Linked DNA regions of Triticum aestivum: region 2 is linked to region 1. Evidence: chromatin contacts called from public Hi-C data. All regions are on one chromosome and are shown on one strand. Each heading gives the region's core, a stretch centred on a gene start, on an enhancer-like site or on the middle of the called end of the contact. The rest is flanking DNA. Distances are from core to core; before and after follow the strand shown. Region 1 holds the start of LOC123122989. Region 2 holds the start of LOC123123007 (monothiol glutaredoxin-S11).

Region 1 (4,451 bases), core at 1,814-4,313:
GGCACCAATAGTGGAATCACGACATCTCGCATTGTGTGAGGGCGTGAGGAAAATACGGTGGTCCTAGTGGCTTCTTGGGGAGCATTGTGCCCCCACACCGCTCCAACGGAGACGTACTTCCCCTCAAAAGGAAGGAATTTCGGTAACACATCCTCGTCTTCATCCGTTCCACTCTTGGTTATCTCTTACCTTTACTTGTGCAAGATATATTGTGTTCTATCATTTGCTTGCTTGTATGCTTATTGTTGTTGCATCATATAGGTTGCTCACCTAGTTGCATATCTAGGCAACCTACTTTAATGCAAAGTTTAATTTGGTAAAGAAAAGCTAAAAATTGTTAGTTGCCTATTCACCCCCCTCCTCTAGTCAACTATATCGATCCTTTCACCTATTAAGTGTTTTCAGGATTCCCGGTTTTCGGAAACTTCTAGGACGTTCCAGACAATTCTTTTCGATTTTGGGAACCTTCCAATAGGTTCTTGAACCGTTCTTTTTCATTTCTTTTCCATTTTTTTGTATTTCTTTGTTCTTCTTCTTCTTTTATTTCTTATTTCTTTTTCTTTTTCTCTTATTTTCTTATTTTCTATTCTTCCTTTTTTCGAGTTTATTTTTCTTTTTCAACAAAAGGTCAGACATTAGATAAATGTTCAAATTTCTTAGATCTTGTGCACGTATTGGAAAAATGTTCCTGTTTCCAAATTTTGTTTAGTAATTGCAAAAAGTTTAGAATTTGAAAAATTGTTCGCTTTTTTAAGAAATGTTTGAAAATTCCAAAGAGTTTAGAACGTCAAAATTTTGGAAAATGTACTTATTTTTCAGAAATATGAAAAAAAGTTGTGAATTTCAAAAAATGTTCCCCTTTTCAAATTGTTCACACATTCAAAAAATGTTGTTCTTTTCAAAATTTGTTCATAAATTCAAAAAATGTTGGCATTTTGAAAAAAAAATTATGGTTTCAATTTTGTTTCTTTTTTTTAAAAAAGTTCGCATTTCCAAAAAACTGTTCGTAATTTCGAGAAATGTTCTCGTTTTCATCTTCCGGAGTTTAAAAAATGTGCATGTTTTTATTTTTCAGGAGTTTTGAAATTGTCCAGTTTCAAAATTTTGTTCAAGAATTTAAAAAAATGTTCAGGCGGTTCAAAACATGTTCCCGTTTTCAAAAATTCTTCACAAAATTTTAAAATGTGCACGTTTTCATTTTTTCAGGAGTTTCAAAATTGTTCAGTTTCAAATTTTGTTCACAAATTCAGAAAATGTTATTGTTTTCACATTTTTTAAAATATGTTCACAATTTCAAATTCTGTCTTGGAATTGTGAAAAATGTTCCCGTTTCAAACAAAATGTTCCTGATTTTCGAAAACATTTCAGTTTTAAAATTTTGTTTGCAAAGTTAGCAAGTTGTTTCTGTTTCACACATCCCTTCATTTTTTAATAAAAAATGCTTTTGAAATTTAAGATATAATTTGGATCTGCACTGCAGGTTGGTTCTTTAATCTTAGCGCTGCAATAGAACCTGTAACGACTGCTAGCTCAACTAGTTGTGCCATGTCAGGTATTGCATGAGGCCTGGTTTCGAATTCCCGCGACGACGACATCTTTCATTTTACAGCACGCTGTCGTTTACTATATTGACGGGCCGACCCAGTTGGACACCCGCCTGCGCGAAACCGTGTCTGTTTGCCGCAACGAGCGGCGAGTAGGAGCCTAACGAATAGCCCCAAAACAGGCCGAATGGCCCCAAAACAACATTAGGCCGAAAAGTACACGGCCCACACGAGCCTAACGTGTCGCTGGCCCGACCGTTTACTAAGGAGTCCGTGCATGGCCCTGGGAAGAGCTCCTATTTGCCGCGCGCGGGCGGCAAATGGTCGAGCATTCGCTGAAGGAGGAGCGCATGGGCCGACCCATTAGGAGGAAACGAGCTCAGAAGTAAAAAAAGAAACAAAAATTCATGTGCCCGCAAAAGTTCGAACTCACGACCTCCATTTTTAAAGCTAGCTTGCTAACCGTCGGAACCAGTGATGAACTCTGATAATACGAGGCGCGAATTTTTAAGTTCCATACACTGTTGAATCTTTTTTTAAGTACACATAAAATATTTTGTAATATCCGTTGAACATTTTGCGATATCTGTTGAACATTTTCTTAAATTAAGCTGAATATTTGAAATAATAGATGATGACTTATTTTAATATACGATGACCATTTTTGAAAAATTATGAATATATGCGCTGAACAATTTTCAGACACGTATTGTAAAAATACGTTGAACAATTTGCGAATACACATTGAACATTGTGTAATATACACTGAACAAAATTAAGAAACATAGTAAACATTTGTATATTTGTTGAAAAACTAAAACCAAAATAAAAAAATTCCAAAATATATATACTGAACATTTTTTATATCCATTGAACATTTTAAATAATACATGATGAACATTTTTGGAACAATATGAATACATGTGTTGTACAATTTTTGAATATGCATTGAACATTTAGTAAAAAAACGTTGAACAATTTCCTAATATACGATGAACATTTTTTTAATACACGATGAACATTTTCATATGCAAAGGTGAACAATTTTCATAATATAAAATGAACATTTTTCTTGATACAATGAAATTTCTTGTAATACACAGTGTACATTTTATATAACACGCAAATAAAAAGAAGAAAACAGAAAAAGAAACAGAACAGAAAAATAAAAAAATAATGTAAAAGAAAATGAAACAAAAAAGTAACCAAAACAGAAAAATAAAAAAAACTGAACAAAACAACAGAAAACCGGACAAAACAATGAAAAACTGGAAGCAAAAAACCGCAGAAGAATATTAAAAAAAAAACCTGCAGAAGCAGCGAAGGAAAACGGCACAGGAAATCGTACGTGGGCCGGCCCAAGTGGGGGATCGCTTCAGCGAAGGTTCAGCTCCTGGCCGCTCACGCGCGTCATATAGGATCCACCGGCCCTGTGGGGTCGCGGCACGTTGACCGGCAGGACAGGCACGACACGGCCTGTTAAGTAAACATGCCATGCCAGGTACATTTAGCCTTGGGTCGGGCCGCCCAGATGGCCAGCTACGGCGGGTCTGAAACGCAAAAAGAAGCCCCAAACCCCCCATCCCTGGCTTCGCTTCTCTGGTGACGGGTTGCGGGTTGCGGCGCCGGCGACGAGGTACTGAGCGAGATGGCGAGCTCGGCGCTGAGACGATCTCTTCCACGACGCCTGCTAACTTCCGACCCATCATCCGCCGCAGCCTCCTTGTTCCGCCGCTCCTTCCTGTCCGGTAAGCACCCCCAGCCCCTCCCTCCCTCTCCCGCTTAGTATTTCCGACATACGAACCTAGCTCACCCGTTCCCCATTCCGTCACAACCAAAACATCGAATCGAATGGCGGCGGGAGAGATCTAGGTTCAAATCAAACATTTTCTCTAGCTTTCGCGTGCTAAACCCCTTCATTTTGCGATGACGACACGCGTGATATTTGGGGAATTGATGTTTAAAGTGCTCTAGCGATGCTGTTTTCTCACACGCCGGTTTGCTGTGAATGTTGCTTCGCAGGAGAGGGCGCGGGCGAGAGTGCGGACGACTTTGAGAAACGTCTGTTTGAGTCAGATGACAAGTCATTCTTCGGGAAGCTCGATGGGATTGGGAGCTCCTTTGGTAGACACGGCACGGGCTCTGGAATGGGTGCTTTTGGTCGGCCCGAGTTTGGTCAGGGGAGTAGCAATGGTGGGTTCATGGACGGTTTCGATTCCTTAAACGATGGCATGAACGAGAAGTTGGACGATGCGGCCCGCACCTTTCATATGACGGAGGAGGTTGATGATGATGACTACGATTTCAGGCCGGATGTGAATTACAGGCGTGGCTCGACTTACAATGTCCGGGTAAGAGGGATAACTGTTTGTTACTTTGGTGATTCAAGTACTATTTGAGAGATCACAATTCCTTTGCAGTCTTGAGATTTAGTCTAGCATATACAAGTATTCAGGAAGCGTGGCTAAATGTGTGAGCTAGATTCTGCGGAGTTAGCGTACACAGTGTAGTACTCCCTCCGTTCCATATTAAGTGTCGGATAGATGTTTGTCAAACAGAAAGAAATTGCTAGTCTTATCCACTATTGCCTAAACAACTGTGAACCACCAGAAGATATTGTTATAGTATTTTAGCTATCTAAATAACATTTATCCACCAGAAGATATTGCAAGCATCAGTCTGTTATGTACTGGAATGGTACTCCTCTAACACCAGATTTTATTCAACTCTACTGCATACAGGATCTTGACCTTACAAGACCTGCAGCCCCAAGGAATCCTCCAAGACCTCAGTTTGAAACATCTACAAAGGAAGTTTTAAGGAAAGCTGATTTTAGGGTGAGTGAATCTGCTTGGCAACCTATGTACACTGGCCACAGCTTTTGTTTAAAATTAAATGGTAGATTTT
Region 2 (4,830 bases), core at 2,098-4,597, 140 kb after region 1:
CATGCCATGGCCGTTCAATGATGGTGTGCTCTTCTTCAATAACTCACGCGAGAATGATCCGCTCTTGCTGGACTCAAGCTCGCATAACACCAGCGAACTTGCTCTGGTTCCCCATCCTGACTTTGCAGGGAATGGCATTGAGGTGACATCAAGGTTGAGAGATGGTTCGAGCTCCCATAATGGCGCAAAAGGCTCATTCAGTGGTGCAAATGGATGTCTGAATGGTAGATCTTCTGCCATAACTGAAGATAGTGCTCTGTCAAACCGCAATGAAGCCGATGGTCCGCTTGTTATTCCTGGTGTGTTGATAAAGGATGTTGTGTTGAATTTGCCTGTGCATCTTCTGGGTTATGGAAACATTGCATACAAGATTGCTGAAGCTAGCGAAGGTCGCAAGAAGATCAGCAAAATCTGGTGTGCTTGGGTAGGAGAAGAAGCCTCACTGGGCTCTGAGGCAAGTAACATCTATGAACAATCTGGTTTTGCCATAGTCAACTTCTCTTATGCATATGAGTTGGGAAGGAAGTGGCCTTCTGAAGATCAGGACCTTCCCATCTCTGCTGGATCTTTCTTTGTCATTGATGAGGCTGGACATCGTGGAAAGCGAAGGAAGAAGTCATTTTCTGATCAAGAAGCATCTTCAGAAGAGTCTAATGGCCAGACCCATGACAGCAGAAGTCAAGCTATTGTTACTGGTTCCCCAACAGGTTCCTCATGCAATCTTCAACTCAGCCCCTTGTCCAGCAAGTCTATGAGGAGGGAGCTGAGGAAGCAGAAGCGACTTGCTGCTGAGAAAGTTTGTGATATTTGTGGGCGATCAATGCTTCCTGGAAAGGATGTCGCCACCTTGCTGAACTGCAGCACAGGAAACCTAGCTTGCAGCAGTAGAAACTCCAGTGGGGTTAGTAATTCCAAACATCGTGTTGTCTTTCTCTTTCATGAAGGCAAAGCGAGTACTAATTACTTTACTTTATAGAGAAAAAACAGAAAGAAAATACCATTAGGAAGCTCTGGTCTTCAAAAAGTCTTTTATGAGTACAGAGACAAGATCTTGGAACTACGTTAAACTGTTATCTGAGATCCTTAGTACAGTACAAACATATGCTGCTTTCTTCTTTTAAACAAATATAGCTAGATAATTCCATCTTTAAATTCAAAGCCTTCAGCTGTGACTACTTGGCTAAACATGTTTTCCCCCCCAGGCTTTTCATCTATTTCACACTTCATGCTTACTGCACTGGACAATTTTGTGCCAATATGAGGTGCTGGCTGATCAGATTGCAAAGATGGGAAAGAGCAAACGAGGAAGAAAGGCGAAAACAGCGCCAAAGAGCAGAATAATGTCCATCCTATGCCCAGAATGTCAGGGTACAGGGATTCACGTCGAGGGAGATGAGCTCGAAAAGCCAACTATTTCGTTGTCTGAGGTTTGGAGGAGCACATGATCAGCTGCTGCCTACACTTTGAGCTTTGTGTGAATAAAATGGTCCTGAAAACTAGATTTGTTTTTGCAGATGTTTCGGTACAAGCTGAAGTCCATCGAAGCCCACAAGGCGTGGATGAAGACCCCTGAGGTGCTGGAGAACTGTTCCACTGGGCTCCATTTCCCTGCGGAACATCTGGAGAACGCCGAGGTATCATCAGTTACACTCTTACAACGAGCTCCCTTTGTTTGCTGTTTTGCTGACGAGTCTACTTGGATCTGAACTCACCACAAGCACATTCACATTCCCTTTGTTGCAGGAGCAGGTGATGCCACTGAAGTCGCTTCCTTTCTTTGCAGCTGATGGATATATGGCATAATTCGTGGGTTAAGCTCATGGACCAGGCCACGCTAACGCCGTGCTATTCTGCCAGAGCCGTTGTAAATCTACTAGAACAGCTGTAAATAAGCATGCATGACTATACTGGGACAGTGTATGCTAGAGATGCTGACGTTTATTTTGCTTGTAATCGTGTTGTATCTATGATGTTTATGTTCGCCTGTCTGTCAACCAGGTACAATCCAGCAAAACTGTTAGACCAGGTTGTAGTAACCATAAACAATATACATGTTGCACTGCTCACCATCTTTATTTTGTTTAAGATGTGGTTATAATGGCCTCTCCACCATCGCTTGGTGTATTCGTGTTGTCAAACTGGTTGTGCATAATATTTGATGGTGATTTGAGAAGTGATTGCATTTGAGATTGGATCAGCGGAAACGAGTGATGCTTCTTATCTGAAGAGTTAAACATAAACAATATGCATGTTGCACTGCTCACGATCTTTATTTTGTTTTAAGATTTGGTTATAATGGCTACACTATTTCTGAAGCATCGCATGGTGTAATCGTGTTGTCAAACTACTTGTGTACTACTCCCTCCGTTCTAAAATAACTTTGTACTAACTTTAATACAAAATTGGATCATCTATTTTGGAACAGAGGGTTAATACAAAGTTGGGTCATCTATTTTAGAACGGAGGGAGTAATGTTGCAAACTCTTGTCCGTTTCCTTCTTAATCAATGGATGAGGCAAAGCTAGTGTTAGGATGTTGAGCGTGATTTGAGGAATGATTTTTCTACGCAATTTTTCAGAGAGCGCTAGCGAAAGAGGTTGAGAGATAGAACAATCTCTTAGCGCACTGATCTGTTTGGAGAAGTAGTAGTAATTTCTCGTGTGCTTTTCGTAAGCATATGTGGAGAGACTTCACCATGAAATGAGGTTTCTCGCTTCAAACTTTTCAAAGAAAAATCCAGAGGGAAACAGGCAAAAGAGACAGAGGAAAACAAGAACAAAAGGCCGGCGAGGTTGCTGGTAGTTGGATCTCAGCGAGATAATGGTGTCATCAGGAAGCCGCCGCTCATCGCGGCGGCCTCACATTGATCAGGAAGATAACGCAGTATTTCTACAAGAGCATCATCGATCCAAACCATCCAGCAAACTCACACACACACCTCAAGAGAATCAAATCAAACAGAAAACAATGAACGGAAGGTCATGAGTCCATCATCAGGCCCAGATCTGAATCGGTGGAGGCAGCGTGTGGGATTCAGGAGAAGGGCTTTGTGGCAACTACGTACTACTAGGGTTCCGTTTCTGGCCGCCCGAGGGCAGCTGAGAAATGCTTCGGATTTATATAGACTCGTCGGCCGGGGCGAGGGTAGGGGAGGGGACCCCCCGGACGGCGGCTGGACCCCGCCGCCGCCGCAGCCTCTGGCTTTTTGCCGGGCCGGCCGCATGGGTCCACGTCATCAGACCGATTCTTTTGTCTCTTGGGCCGTTAGCCCGCTCCGGCCAGGCCCAAACAGCCTAGGTCGGTCCCGGCCCCTTCTGGAATCTTCCGTCGCCGTCCCACCGCACGGGGCTGGAGAGGAAAACCCCAGGTCGCAACCCCTCGGCACGAGTCATCCGTCGTCTCCTTCCTCCAATCGCCCCCGCTGGTAGCTACCATCTCAAGCGTTCTCGCCGTCGATTGTTGTTTCTGGTGGGGAAGTGCGAGGGAGCGGAGGCGGCGATGGCGAGCGGCGGCGGGGCGGTGAGGGAGGTGGGGTCGAAGGCGGAGCTGGACGAGGCGGTCGGCGGCGCGCGGGCCGCCGCGGTGCACTTCTGGGCGGCCTGGTGCGAGGCCTCCAAGCAGATGGACGAGGTCTTCGCCCACCTCGCCGTCGACTTCCCCCATGCGCTCTTCCTCAGGGTACGCACGCACCCGCCGCCTGCTGCTCTCCGATTCCTCTCATGTAGTCGCGGTAGATTTGGGTTCGGGCCGGTTTCCGGTGGATCGTGATTCTAAGGCGGCGGTCTAGGCCCCTGGCTACAGATTCGCGGTTCGCGTTTAGGGTTCTGGCGCGTGAATCATGCTGCTGTCCAAGTTACTTTTTTCGCATGTTTGATTATTATTCATATTGTGATTATTCATGTTTATTTAGTTATTATACGATGCGACAAGCACTATCTGTAGTGTGTAGTTAGCATGTGATGTGTATGCGATTGATTAACCTGAATCTAGCCCCACTTGTGACTATTATCAGATAACAGCTGAATTCAACGCCACATTAGGTATGGACTCATCATGAGATAACAGCTGAATGCAACCCGTTCGTGCTTGAAGCCCTTGGCTCTTCCCGTTAGCTTATAGATAGACTCAGTTAAGAGTGTGGAATGACAGCTGAGGACGGTCCACTGTCTACTAATTTCACCGTGTGATTCAAAAGACTGATCTAATAAAAATATTTCTCCTTTGCGACTATTGCCCTTTGGTTATTATTAAGTGTTCTTTAGTCAATAATTATGTTCATTCTTTATGCTCTGCCAATGACACACCATATCATAATTTCAATATCTGTTGGTAACTTTTGTCAGGTTGAAGCTGAAGAACAACCGGAAATTTCAGAGGCATATGGTGTTACAGCAGTGCCATACTTTGTTTTCTGCAAGGTATTTGCTGTTTGTAGTTGTCACAAAATGTGTTCCGTAAATGCTAATGAACCTCTTTTCATTGTTTATACTTCAAAAAATGAATCCTGGTAGGGTCACAGTATTCTTCTTGCTTATTGTTAAAGTTGAATTGCACATGTTCTCTTGTCCATTTTTAAAGGCAAAAGAATCAAGCATGTGTTCTGTCCTCATGATGAGGCATCTATTGACATTATTGTTAGGACCCACTTTCAAACTTCTATGCATGAAGTATTCTACAAGCAATGACACAAATTATGTGTGCCCATGCCTCATATACTGTGGAATGATGAAGTTAGATACACACCTCACTGAATTTACTCTAGCCTGCCTGCCCTAAAGATTCTGCATGGGTTTATAAGCTAATTGGTTCATCCTAGCATGGACGTTTTAT

What was found. Hi-C and Micro-C count contacts between places; a contact is called where the count stands out from the background.
Region 2: a contact with region 1 is called in a Hi-C map of leaf, with 4 times the contacts expected there. The contact joins the promoter of LOC123123007 here to the promoter of LOC123122989 in region 1. A contact is called at or near these places in 2 of 5 Hi-C or Micro-C datasets (both in leaf) and 1 of 1 datasets of contacts at active chromatin or transcription factors (leaf).

Annotation. Positions count from the first base shown.
Region 1 is chr1B:342,287,300-342,291,750 of IWGSC CS RefSeq v2.1, forward strand. LOC123122989 reads left to right here and starts at 3,064. Exons shown (of 5, transcript XM_044543384.1): 1 at 3,064-3,292; 2 at 3,567-3,895; 3 at 4,286-4,381. The coding sequence starts at 3,193.
Region 2 is chr1B:342,424,100-342,428,929 of IWGSC CS RefSeq v2.1, forward strand. It overlaps LOC123123007 (monothiol glutaredoxin-S11), which reads left to right and starts at 3,348. Exons shown (of 3, transcript XM_044543406.1): 1 at 3,348-3,678; 2 at 4,344-4,418. The coding sequence starts at 3,499. It overlaps LOC123122999, which reads left to right. Exons shown (of 5, transcript XM_044543395.1): 2 at 1-901; 3 at 1,203-1,427; 4 at 1,515-1,634; 5 at 1,744-2,112. The coding sequence ends at 1,803.